2 separate regions of the Mus musculus genome follow, and region 1 is linked to region 2. The links are chromatin contacts, called in public promoter capture Hi-C maps. All regions are on one chromosome and are shown on one strand. The core of a region is the stretch at or near the end of the contact, and the rest is flanking DNA. Distances in the headings are between cores, read along the strand shown. Region 1 holds the start of Cibar2 (CBY1 interacting BAR domain containing 2). Region 2 holds the start of Taf1c (TATA-box binding protein associated factor, RNA polymerase I, C).

What was found. Promoter capture Hi-C pulls out the DNA fragments that hold promoters and counts their contacts.
Region 1: a promoter capture Hi-C map of the C10 cell line shows a contact between it and region 2, with 5 times the contacts expected there. The contact joins the promoter of Cibar2 here to the promoter of Taf1c in region 2. A contact is called at or near these places in 1 of 39 promoter capture datasets (the C10 cell line) and 1 of 115 datasets of contacts at active chromatin or transcription factors (microglia).

The regions. Positions count from the first base shown.
Region 1 is chr8:120,175,683-120,181,980 of GRCm38.p6, reverse strand. Cibar2 (CBY1 interacting BAR domain containing 2) reads left to right here and starts at 4,512. Exons shown (of 9, transcript NM_001033980.2): 1 at 4,512-4,667. The coding sequence starts at 4,648.
Region 2 is chr8:119,601,610-119,607,794 of GRCm38.p6, reverse strand. Taf1c (TATA-box binding protein associated factor, RNA polymerase I, C) reads left to right here and starts at 2,589. Exons shown (of 15, transcript NM_021441.3): 1 at 2,589-2,660; 2 at 3,417-3,555; 3 at 4,330-4,414; 4 at 4,548-4,645; 5 at 4,716-4,805; 6 at 4,891-4,964; 7 at 6,015-6,185. The coding sequence starts at 3,418. It also overlaps the pseudogene Rps13-ps4.

The sequences.
Region 1 (6,298 bases), core at 3,263-5,762, 570 kb before region 2:
ACCATGCAGTGTCATGGACAGAGCAGGGGCTGTCCCCAGGCCTATCTGAGTGCCGTGCACTGTCCATTTCTCTGAGGGAAGAGTGGCATCTGATCAGTCCCATTTCACAGATGACAAAACTGAGGCCCATAGACAGTGCTGGCCACAGTCTCCAGTTGTGAGGCAATAGATCTGGAATTTAATTTTTTAAATTACATTTATTCATTGTATGTGTGTTGGGTTGCATACACACCACAGAAGATAACTTGTGGGAGTTGGTTCTCTCCTTCCATATTGGTTAGGGCTACAGATCAGAGCTCAGGTCACTGTGCTTGGCTGCAAGCTCCTCTGTCCACTGAGCCATCTCATTAGCTCCAGAGCTGGGATTAAGACCAAGCAGTTTGGCTGTGAGGTCCTCAAGTGAGCAGGTGGCAACTGAGCTCCAGGATAGACTCGGAGGTTGCCATGTATCCTTGTGAGCTTCAGCCTTGACCTCGTGGATGCTCTGTCATCCCAGAACTATGGTGGCTTGCTTGCCCAATAGTTATGGCCAGCTTTCAGCTACACCCTGGGTAGAGGCTTTCCCCTGCTCAGTTCTGGGACTCACAGAAGGGTGCTGATTTTGTGTGGTACCAAGTGGGGCCCCTGTTTGTTTCGCCACTGGACAATGACAGAACCCCAGGCTTCTGTGTGTCCCATGAGAGCGAGTTCTACTTCTGAGCCACGGGTCATATTTACACATTGCACACAGCCTGTCGTTGTATATTTAAAGGTGAGAAGATCAGAGGTTCCAGGTCATCCTTAGCTACATAGTGAGGTCGAGATCAGCCTGGCAAACCTGAGAAAGCCCCACAGTCACCACCCCCTGCCAGCAGGGGAGAGCCACGGGGCCAACCTGGACCAAGCAAGAGCCTGGCGTGCTTCCATGCAGCACTTGGAAACTGAGGCAAGAGGATCTCAGGCTCCAGGGTCAGCCTGGGCTACAGAGGAAGACCCTGTCTAACACATACCAGCACCAGGGAAGACACTGTGAGCTCACACAGTAGGGCCTCCTGTGTGGGAAGTTCTGTATATCCCACCTCTTTCCTGCCCTGCCCCTGGCTGTGGAGGAATGCCCCGACACTGGGCAGTGTATACAGTCGTGGCTCTGGCCCTCTGACCTCATTCTGAGAAATTGGTCTCAGCATATGATCAGGGAGTTGCCATGGAGACCTTCCCCCTTTATGGCGCCTCTGGAGAAAGATTGAAGCCAGTGTAACTGTTTGGAGCATCTTGCCTGCTGGCCTCTCCTCCTGCTTTCCCAGACAGAATGTTCTCGGAGGGAACACAGTGCCACGTGTCTGTTGTTCTTTCACAGACATGGCCCAAGTGCCTGGTGATTGATGGCTGTGCACACAGTAGGCACTTAGTTTATATTCCTCCAGTGACAGATCACATCCGAGCATATGGTCTGGGATGGACCAGTATTCAGCCGTCATTCACAAGGATCCAGATGGCAAGTGTGTACATCACACAGCCTGGTGTCTCTCTGTCTCTCTGTCTCTCTGCCTCTCTCTCATATATATATATATTTTTTATATATATATAAAAAATGTATACAGCATCCTGCCTGTCTCTATGCCAGAAGAGGGCACCAGATCTCATTACAGATGGTTGTGAGCCACCATGTGGTTGCTGAGAATTGAACTCAGGAACTCTGGAAGAGCAGACAGTGCTCTTAACCACTGAGCCATCTCTCCAGTCCAGCCTGGTTTCTCTTGACCTGTCTATTTAAATCCTTCTTAATAGGAGGTGAGTGTGACAGCAAGATCACCTGACAGAGGGCAAGAGGTCATGTAGCAGGCACAATATGCAGGCTTTAGGAATCTGTGGATCAGTAAAAAGATGGTGGTAGGGGAGGTGACCTCTTATAACCCGTATCTCCAGGGCCAGCTCCCAGACCATTGCTCCTACTCCAGAGCCTCACAGAGCTTCCCAGAGAGGGACAGTGACTGCCCAGGTCACACAGCACACCCAAGGCCAAAGCCTAACTGAGAGGCACTTGAGCCCTCAGGTTCTGCTCAGAGTCGTCCTGGGTTTTCTGCTTGTGGACCACGGCTGGGAGTTGGCATTGGGTTTTCAACTTGAGTTTTCCCCCTCTTTTTTCCTAGTTGTTTAAGAACGTAGCTGCCAGAGACTGCCTCACAGATACCACAGGGACCCAGGAGCAAGAGGGGGACACCTGGACTGCCATGTGACATGCCCCCGGGACTGGAGGGAAAACTTCCTACAGATATGACAGGATCCCATGTAACACACATGACTGTGAGCATGGCGAATGCCAGATGGTAGCTGGGCTCCTTTCTTGGGTGGGGAGTGACCAGGATGTGTGTCCTTGCCTTCCTGAGATATAAGCTGGGCCTCATGCTATGTGTACCTGACCCACATGGCTCAGCAAGATGTGCATCTATTGTGAGAAGGGAGAGAGAGTGACAGACAGACAGACAGACAGACAGACAGACAGACAGACAGTGACAGAGAGAGAGACAGAGGGAGACAGAGAGAGGCAGAGACAGACACAGATAAAGACAGAGAAACAAGGAGAAACACGGAGACACAGAGAAAGACAGGAAAGGGACTACAGAGAACCAGACAAGGACAGAGAATATGCGCCCTCCAGTGGCCACCCTGGACAATGCGGGTTGGTGACTCTCCAGTCGGCCAACCTCCACTCTGACCCCCATGTCTTAGTTCTGCATAGCCCGAGACAGTTTTCATTTTTTCAAATTCATAAGGTTTCCAAGGATTCCAAGAGAGCCAATGACGAGACCTCGCACAGTCTGTCCTCCACACCTATGCCATACCTGTGTCTCCAGTCTCCTGTGTCCCCTCTGCAATCCCGCCACCCTAAGCAGGAGGACTGGAGTGTGGTCTCTGTCGCCCTCTGGTGGTCACAGGCTATAGTACAGGGCAGACAGGGACGAAGCTGATTAACTGGAATAGCTGGGGTCTGGAGGAAACCGATTCCTTAAGATAGAGAAGACCCCAGACAGACTGAGGCAGGGATGTAGTCGTCCACCACTGGCTATCAGAGGTGGGATTCAGTCACCTCTGCATTCCAGAAGCTGGCCATATTCTTGGGGCATTGGCATCCCTCACCCACAGACAGAAAAGCCACAGTCCGTCAATGGGTACAGGAGGCGGATTCTCTGCAGATTGGAACAGCAGCCTCTGAATGAGCCCCATCTCCCATGCCGGAGTGACTCATCTGCTCAGCCTGTCTGCTGAGACCCCGTTTCCAGTAAGGCGATGCTCTGAGACCCAGGGTGGACATGTACTTTGGGGAGACACTTTTCAATTCAGCTAACACCTCAGAAGGGAGGGATTACGGACCAGGAGACACAGAGCATCATTCAGAGAGAAAAATCACAGGACTGGCACAGCCCCGGTAGGAGTTCAGGGCCATGGCTGCCCCTAAACAGAGGGCACAGTACCGTAAAGGACACACAGAGATTTGTGTTGTCTGGGGAAACCTGTCCCTGCCCCCCAAAAGGGGAGCATAACACATGTGCCACAGAGACCCAGCACTCAGGTGTGCTCTGAGGGCTCGCTGGACAGGGGACCCGGCTCCCAGTGCCCAGCCCACCTATCTCCTCATCCCTGCCGCAGGGGCTCCAGTTCCTATTGGGCGATTGTCTAGGAGACTAGAGAGACCAGGGCTTTGCTTTCAGGCCACACAGCAGAGCTGAGGCGTGGGGTTTGAATCTGAAGCAGCTGACCGTAATGTTTCTGCCTTACTAAGTGTTTAAAACAAATCCCAGCATGATGGAGCTGGGACGCACACAAAAAAACGACCCAGTGTGACAGGCGTCCCGTGGAACTATCAATATCTTGCCTTGGGTTCTCTGCCTCCACCACCAGGCCTGCTTTGCACCTTAAGTGAAAAGGGGAGTGGGGCGGGGCGAGTGGGGCGGGGCGGGGCGGGCGGGGCGGGGCGGGGGCTGTGACCCGCAGACCTCTCAACGTGTTAGTGCTCTGACGCTGGAGTCACCTTCCCCAAGTCTAACAGTGGGAGTCGCATACTCTGGGAAGCCCAGGACTGCCTGATTCGCTAGGCACTCCTCTGAGCTGCTGCCTGTCCCCCCGCACCCCCCCCCCCCGCACTCCTTTGGTTCACCTTCTCCGCTTCCCTTTACCGTCTACTCCCCCCACCCTCAGTGACACTGGCTCCCACGCCCCGCCCACCGGGCCTTCTGCCTTGAGGGTGGAGGAGACTCTACACAGCAGGGTCCAGGGTGAAGTCCCAGGCAAGCTCCCTTCGGGGATCTCCCTGTCCGTTCCTGGTGGTTACAAGCACTTTGAACCCCCAAGAACACCATATTCAAAGGCATGTGGAGGTTCTGTGTCCCACTTCCAATTCATTTCAGAGAGTGGTTAAGCCCCAAGGCAAAGCTGGCCCTCCTCACCCCGCAGGGGAGGCCCTGGTTGCCCAGCAACCAGCTGGGCTCCTCCCAGGGCTTGCCTGGGGATGGCCCGTTGCCTGGCAACCAGGCAGCAGAGTCCCTTGAGCTTAGCCAGACCACACAGCTGGGCCCAGTACTAGCTGCCTTCTCTCTGACTAGGGGACCCCTGGGGCCCTGTCCTTATCCTCCCCAAGATCCTGGCAGCAGGTGCCTCTCTCTGTCCACAATGAACGTCGTCCTCTCCAGGTGAGCAGCCTGCGCTGCTGGGAGGGGTATGCAGGTGGGATCCTCACGTTCTGCCACATCGGGGAGGAGGGCAGGTGAGCCCCCTGCCATCCCTTCTCAAAGTGGAGGGAGGGCTTGAAGCATAGAGGTTACCAGAATGCGATCTGTCGGCCTCACCTGTGCTGCGTGAAGAGCAAGTGTAGCCACTCTCTGGTCTGTTCCCTGCTTTTGCTTGCCCCCTAGGAACCCCTCCAAAAACCCAGGCCCCAGACCTTGACACTGCTCCCTCTAATGGCCCCAGACTCCCTGTCACCTGCCCTCCCTGATTGCCTTTGAGTCTCCCTAGGACTCAGACTTCCAGTGTCCTGGATGCACCCAGAATGCTCTTTAAAAGCTGGCTTCCAGCCTTACCCACGGGGCCTGCTTGCCTGTCTAACTGTGTATGAGTGACAGCCATCCTGGAGTCTGGCCTGCTGTATGCCCTTGGGCGGGATGCTTTGCATCTCTGGGCTTTTGTTTACTTGATTAAAAAAAAAATGTCAATAGCAACCTCTTCTAGGGAAGTGTGAGCGGAGCATTTGCAAACTACAAAGTTGAAGCTCATTAGCAGGCGTGAGACAGTGCTCCTTATGGGGTCTGCCAAGTGGCCACCACTAGAGGCCACAAGAGGGGCTTGGGTTCTAGAGAAGGGAGGGCAGCAAGGGACAGGAAAGACCTGGGGCTGAGGGGAGGGGACTGTGACAGGACGCCTCAGGAGCCTCCTGTACCCTTATGAAGACTGAGCACACAGGTTGTCACTAACGCTGGCTGTGGGCAGGATGCGGGGTGTGGGAGGCGGCATGAGCCCTGGAGGTGTGTCAGAGAAGGCAAGCGTGTGGCATGCGGTGGTCAGTGGTCTGCAAAGAGCTCTGTGGAGGAGCCCAGGGCTGGTGGGAGGGAGAAGGGACCAGGCAGAGGAGTAAGGGTGATAGAGAGCCCAAGTACTCCGCAGGGAGCTTGATGGGGTCGGATGGCATCGTGTAGCATCCAGTGACAGCCATCACAGCTGTCCACAACTCCCTATCAGAGCATCCTTGGTACCAAATGGACTGCAAGATGCAAGACACTGGGAAGGGAGTATAAATTAAGTATAAATTTAATTATGAGTATAAATTAATTATGTATGTGTGTGTCTCTAACACTGTGCACACTGTGCAGAGGACAGAGGAAGACACTGGGTGTCCCCTCGATTGCTCTTGCTTATTTATTGAGACAGGATCTCTCACTGAATCAGGAGCTGGGCTGGCAGATAAAAACTCAGGCATCCTTCTGTCTCAGAGCCCCACAATGCTGGAGTTACAGGTGTATGTGGGGGCCACTCCTGACCTTTTGTCTTGTTTAAGATTGTGTGTGTGTGTGTGTGTGTGTGTGTGTGTGTGTGTGTGTGTGTATTTTGCATTGTTTTGTTTTTTGAGGCAGGGTTTCTTTATGTAGTCCTTAGCTGTCCTAGAACTCTCTGTGTAGACCAGGCTGGTCTCAAAATCCCAGAGATCAGCCTGTCTCTGCCTCACCAGTGCTGGGATTCAAGGCATGCCTGACCACACCCAGTTCATGTTTTTAGATTATCAGTAATGCACTTAGGTATATACAGAGGTGGATTTGTGCACAGGAGT
Region 2 (6,185 bases), core at 1,340-3,839:
TTTGTATGTAAACCAGGCTGGCCTTGAATTTAGAAATCTGCCTGCCTCTGCCTCCCAAGTGCTGGGATTAAAGGCCTGGGCCACCACTGCCCAGCTTGCAAATTGATTTAAAAACAAAACAAAACAAAACACAAAAAACAGGGCCCAATTTATTCCAATCTTGCCTTCAACTTGCTATGTAGCCAAAAAAACCTTGAACCGCTGGTTCTTCTGTCTCTTCTGCAGAGAGGAGAGCTGGGATTACAGATGTGAGCCACCACTGGCTTGTGTGGTGCTGGGAATGAGACCCAAGGCTTTGTGCATGCTAAGCCAACAGACACTATACCGCTGAGCTCCCTCCCCTGGCTCCTTGCAAACAGATCCTTTGTTAGTTTGTTTTTGTTTAGATACAAGGTTTCCTTGTGTAGCTCTGGCTGTCCCTGAACTCATTCTGTAGACCAGACTAGCCTCAAACTGGAAGATCCAGCTGCCTCTGTTTCCCAAGTATTGGGACTAAAGGCTTGTACCACCACACCCCACACAAATTGATCCTTTAAAGCAGTGTTTCTCATTTATGTGGGCTATGGGTCAGCAGTGTTACCCCAGACCCACTAAATTAGACACTCAGCCCGGCAAACTGTTTTTTATTTTGTTTTTGTTTTTGTGTTTTGAGACAGAGTTTCTCTGTGTAACAGCCCTGGCTGTCCTGGAACTTGCTCTGTAGACCAGGCTGGCCTCAAACTCACAGAGATCTGCCTGTTTCTGTGTCTCTTGAGGGTGGGATTAAAGATGTGTGTTACCACACCCAACTGCTCAGCAAACTGCTTTAACATACCTCTAGGTAGCCCCTGATGTACCTTGATATCAAGATACAGGGATAATGGTGCATTTCTAGCTAGACAGTGGTGCTAAAGCCATAAGCAGGGAATTCCTGTATTACCCAGCAATGGGAAAGAGGTTGACTCAAACACAGCCCTCATCTTACAGAGAAGGCAGCTGACAGTCAGACATGGGGGTACACACCTTTAATCCCATTATCAGGAGGCAGAGACAGGTAGATCTCTGAGTTTGAAACCAACTTGCTTTACAGAGCAAACTCCAGGACAACCAGGGCTACACATAGAGAAACCCTGTCTCAAAAAAAAAAATCAATAAAATAATAATAGTAATAAAGTTATGCATGAGCCAAATAGACACCAACGAGCATGCCCCCATATGATGGCTAGTTTTGGTGGTCAACTGAATATTTGAAATTAACTGGGACCCAAACTGCTGGGCACACTTGTGAGGAAGTTTAAAAAAAATTATTTATTTATTTATTATATGCAAGTACACTGTAGCTGTCTTCAGAGGCACCAGTAGAGGGCATCAAACCCCATTACAGATGGTTGTGAGCCACCATGTGGTTGCTGGAATTTGAACTCAGGACTTTGGGAAGAGCTGTCAGTGCTCTTAACCGCTGAGCCATCTCTCCAGCCCTGTGAGGGATTTTCTTAATCAGATTATTTGAAGGAGGAAGAGCCATCCTAAATCACCTTCTGGTGGCAGCCCAGATAAAAGAAATGGAAAAAGAAACCATGATTTGTGCCTGCTGGACCTCACCCTCACCGGCAAAACCATTTATTTTATGGCATTGCTGAAGTTTTCCTTTCAGTATTCAAATCAATTTCTTTAGGATTCCAACAGAGACTGAAGCTCGGCGGCTCTTTAGGAATGGCCCAGGACTACAGCACCAGATCAGAACTGCTGAGACAACCAGCCTCGTGGACGGAACAGTACCAAATTCTCCTTGCCATTTCTGTCATAAGACAGCTATTATTGAACTACGCAGATCACAGCCTGTAAGCCGGTCTAATAAAATCTCCTCTATTCCATACTCATTCAATCAGTTCTGTTCCTTTAGAGATCCCTTAATAAACTCAGGAACACAGATTTTTCTCCCTGAATAACTTGCTCCACCATGAAGACCGATTTATGAAGTTCTGATAATTACAGGACAAAGGAAAGTCAAACCCAAAGAAGTCGTCAAACACATTGGCGGGAATGTCATGTAGGTAGGTTGCAGTGACGCAGGAGAATCTGTTCCTTGTCTCGATTCTATCTGAAGATATTCTTAGCCTCCAGGCGATGGAAAGCAAGTGGTCAGCAGAGCCACGCGTCCTAAGTTTTACGCGATAGTGTCAGGACCAAGGCAACTTACAGGCAGAGCCCAGGACTCGCTGCATGCGAGCGAGTTTGAACAGATCCCCCAAAACTCGCAGGTGCACACACAAGGAATATTAGCTTGAGAATGACAAGCTAATATTCCCTCCTGGCCCCTGTTAAAGCCACACATGCACCCAGAGGTGTCTATGAAGCGGATTCTAGGACTTGTGGGTAATAAATACAGTGCGTGGCTCATCGGAGGTGCTCACTTGTTCGTTGAGAGGATCAATTCAAGCTTCTCAACACTTTTGTGAAATAGGATGGAAATTTCATAGCTTAGGCGCCACGACCATGCATATTGGCCCTCAGCTCTGCAGGTGGCGCTGGAGGACTCGGTTAGATGATCTGGGGGCGGGACTTCCTGTTTCTCGGGCGAACTTCCGGCCTGATCCGGAAAACAGTTTAGTCTGCTCCAACAGTTGTGGGTGGCGGCGTTGAGGTTCGGCACTCTGGCTCCTTTGCGGCCCCGGGGTCAGGTGAGGCTGTTGCGGGAATGCTGAGAGCACGTGGCAGACCACGTGGCTATAGAGACTGGTCGATTACAGCGCTGAGGCTCGTCCTAGATGCTGGCCACGAGGGAGGGCGGTCCGGGAACACTTGTGGTTACTACACACCGGTTTTCAGTTCAGACTCTAAATTCAGCGCCTTCACGTCTTGTCCAGCGGGTACTAGTGCTCTGCTGGTGCTCTTATTGCGGATGTTAGATTTAATTTTTACTAAAAATGAGGGCTGACTTGACAGTTACTGCTTCTAAAGAGTTCCTGCATTTATTCAGCCCACGGGCATTTTCGGAGAAGCCTGTGTTTGGCAGTGGGGAAGCAGGAATAGTACGCAGCCCATGTCCACAGAGGGGTGGAAGAAAGTCAGCCTGCTACTGTCATGCGCAGCGCGTTGATGAACGCTCAGCCTTCATCGGCATCACTTGGTCCTCCACACTCTCCCCTTTGTATATTCTGTGGTTGCTTATCTCTTTGGCACTTTACCTGCCACGAGGCCTTTTGCGATCACTTTCTCCCCAGCCCCTCTTCCAAGGTGTGAGCAGAGATATCTGTCTGGCTGCCCTCAAGAGAGTGAGCAGTCCTTGGGCAGCCCTGCTGACGCGCTGGCATTAGGCATAGTCTGGTCTTTATCTGCTACCTTGTAGTGGTCTCCCCTACTGTGTTCTGAGAACCCTGGTGCACTGTTGAGACTCCTAATGAAGGCGTGTGTAACGTTAGATACATTCTCTCCAGGATGGACTTCCCTGGCACCCTGCGCCCTTCATTGTTTAAGGCCGGTCCACTTGGCATGACTGATGGCCCTGACCTGTCCTTCATGTGCAGCTGGAGAGATGCACTGACCCTGCCAGGGTCCCAGCCACAGAACTGCAAGGTGAGGATGGAAATAGGGTCCTTTCCTTGGTCTGTTCCTCCTCCTTGCTCACTTATTGGGAAAAGAGGTCTAGGCAGCTGCTACTTGAGCTGCGCACCGGTTGCCCTGCTGTCCAGACAGTGTCTCTCAACAGAGGCTGTGGCTCCTCTTTCCTCGCTCCCTCTCCCTGGGTTCAGCAGGTGTTTATGTGTTGGGGTCCTTACAGGCCCAGGAGCCCAGCATGAGGAAGTCAGGCAACCCCACCTAAGGGACTTCCAGTTATGGTGAGAGACTGTACACCAACGGGCAGACCTTTTATAGTGTGGCCTTGACTTGCCTGAATTAGTGGAATGCCAGGGGCAGGATTTCTGCTCTTGGGAGGTCCATCTCTAGCAGCCTTGTATTGAGTACATTGAGGAGAGCATGTCAAAGAGAGGGTGTTGGGGGAGGGGAGTTCTTGGTCCTTGGGACAAGGGTGCCCACTGAATGGCAGGACTCAGAGGAGATAGCTGAGGAAGTTGGAGCTCATTGGGTTGTGGGTAGGCAGTCATGACTTAGGCGCTTCCTTTGAAAGCTGCTGTGAATGAAGTTTAGAATTCAGTTCAGACTCTGGAGTCGGTTGCCTGGGTTCAAGTCCATGCCTGTTTGTTGCTTCTGTCACCTAGGGCGGCAGCCTCATGCTTCAGGGTTCCTCATTAGCGAAGTGACCACCTTTTCACATTTGTCCCGAGGACTGAGTTAGTTAATTGGCAGGGATTGCACACCTGTCATGTTATTGCTGCCCCGTTTCCCTAGGATCCGACCTTGTCCTTTGCCAAGAACCTACTGTGGGAGCCATCGACGCCAGGACCCCTCCCCCTCCTGATGCCTCCTGATCCTGGTAAGAGTCTCTCTCCTTTTGGGCCCCCTCCAAGGACCTCAGCCATCACACGCACAAGGGGAACCTCAGACCTCCAGGGGTATCCTGTCCCCATTCCTTCTCAGGTTCTTCTCTGATCTCCTTCTCCCCTTAGATCCCTGGGACCCTGGTGTGACAGCTCAGGACTTCCTTTTCCGGGGAGGTCACTGCTACCAGTACCAGTCTCAGGCTGTGCTGGATGTCACTGAGCAGGTAAGTGTCCCTGGGTGAGACTGGTTCTCAGCGCCTGTGCTATGCTGACTCACACAGCTGTTCCCTCCAGCTCAGCCGCTTCCTGTGGGACCATGGGGACATAGCCTTCGCACCCCTGGGGAGACTCATGCTGGAGAACTTCAGATTGGAGGGGAACCGGGTAAGGAGCCGCCACCACCGGGTGGATGGTCAGCCGCCTCCCTGGTGAGACCCAAGGGTACCAACCTGACAGCCCTTCCCTGCAGGGCTACTCGAAAAAGATGACTATAGTCAGCGCGAAGAAGCTGCTTCAGGACCTCGGCGGACACCAACCCTGGGGGCAAGTAGCCAATGAGAGAGCAGCCATGGACTGGCCTGCCGTGAGATGTGGAAGGACCTGGGACACTGACCAGGTTTTCGTCATAGTGGCTTTTCCAGCCCCACACAGTCCTGAGCCATGAGTTCACAAAATCCCCGGCAGCGTAAGGGAAAAGCAGATTGGTCATTGGTAAACCTTAGGCGTGGGCTGCCAGACCTCCACCATCATGGGTCGCATGCACGCTCCCGGGAAGGGCCTGTCCCAGTCGGCGCTGCCCTACCGCCGTAGCGTCCCCACGTGGCTGAAGTTGACGTCTGACGACGTGAAGGAAAAGATTTACAAATTGCCCAAGAAAGGCCTGACTCCCTCCCAGATAGGTGTAATCCTGAGGGACTCACACGGGGTGGCCCAGGTCCGTTTTGTGACTGGAAATAAAATCTTGAGAATCCTCAAGTCCAAAGGCCTTGCCCCTGACCTCCCCGAGGATCTCTACCATTTGATTAAGAAAGCTGTTGCTGTCCGAAAGCACCTTGAGAGGAACAGAAAGGATAAGGATGCTAAATTCCGCCTGATTCTGATAGAGAGCAGAATTCACCGATTGGCTCGATACTATAAGACTAAGCGGGTGCTCCCACCCAATTGGAAATATGAGTCATCCACAGCCTCTGCTCTAGTGGCATAAACGCTGTTGTGTGCACAAGCAATAAAATCACTTTGAGTAAAAAAAAAAAAAAAAAAAAAAAAAAAACCTTAGGCGTGGCTACATCCAGGTGTTCGGAGTGTTGACAGGGCTCTCTCGTCCACTTCCATCCCTCTGTTTGACCTGACTCAAGCAGCAACAGGATGGCTACTTGTTCCAAGGGAAGAGTCAGTTTCCGAGCTACCACACAACCCCCAGAAGTCTATGGTTGCCTTGACTGGGAACATCTGCGAGGCACTTGCTAGGAGGCACCGAGATATTCAAGGTTTGGGGTCCAGGAACAGGGAAGGGTATATTCTAGGCAGCTAAGGAAGAGGTTCTCTGCGTGTCCTTCACTGTCCCAGTGTTATCCTCTGCTGCTCTGTCCCTAGGTGTCCCTGGGCTTCCCTCAGCCGCCGGCTGCGTCGCTTCTCCATCGTTGGGGGTCCTGTCCTGAGCAGGTCAGTGTCACTACTCATGGGGAAGCTACTGCATGAAGAGCTGGCCATGCGCTGGGAGCAGCTGCTGATGGATGAGGCCTTCACCGGGGGCGCGTTGGCCTG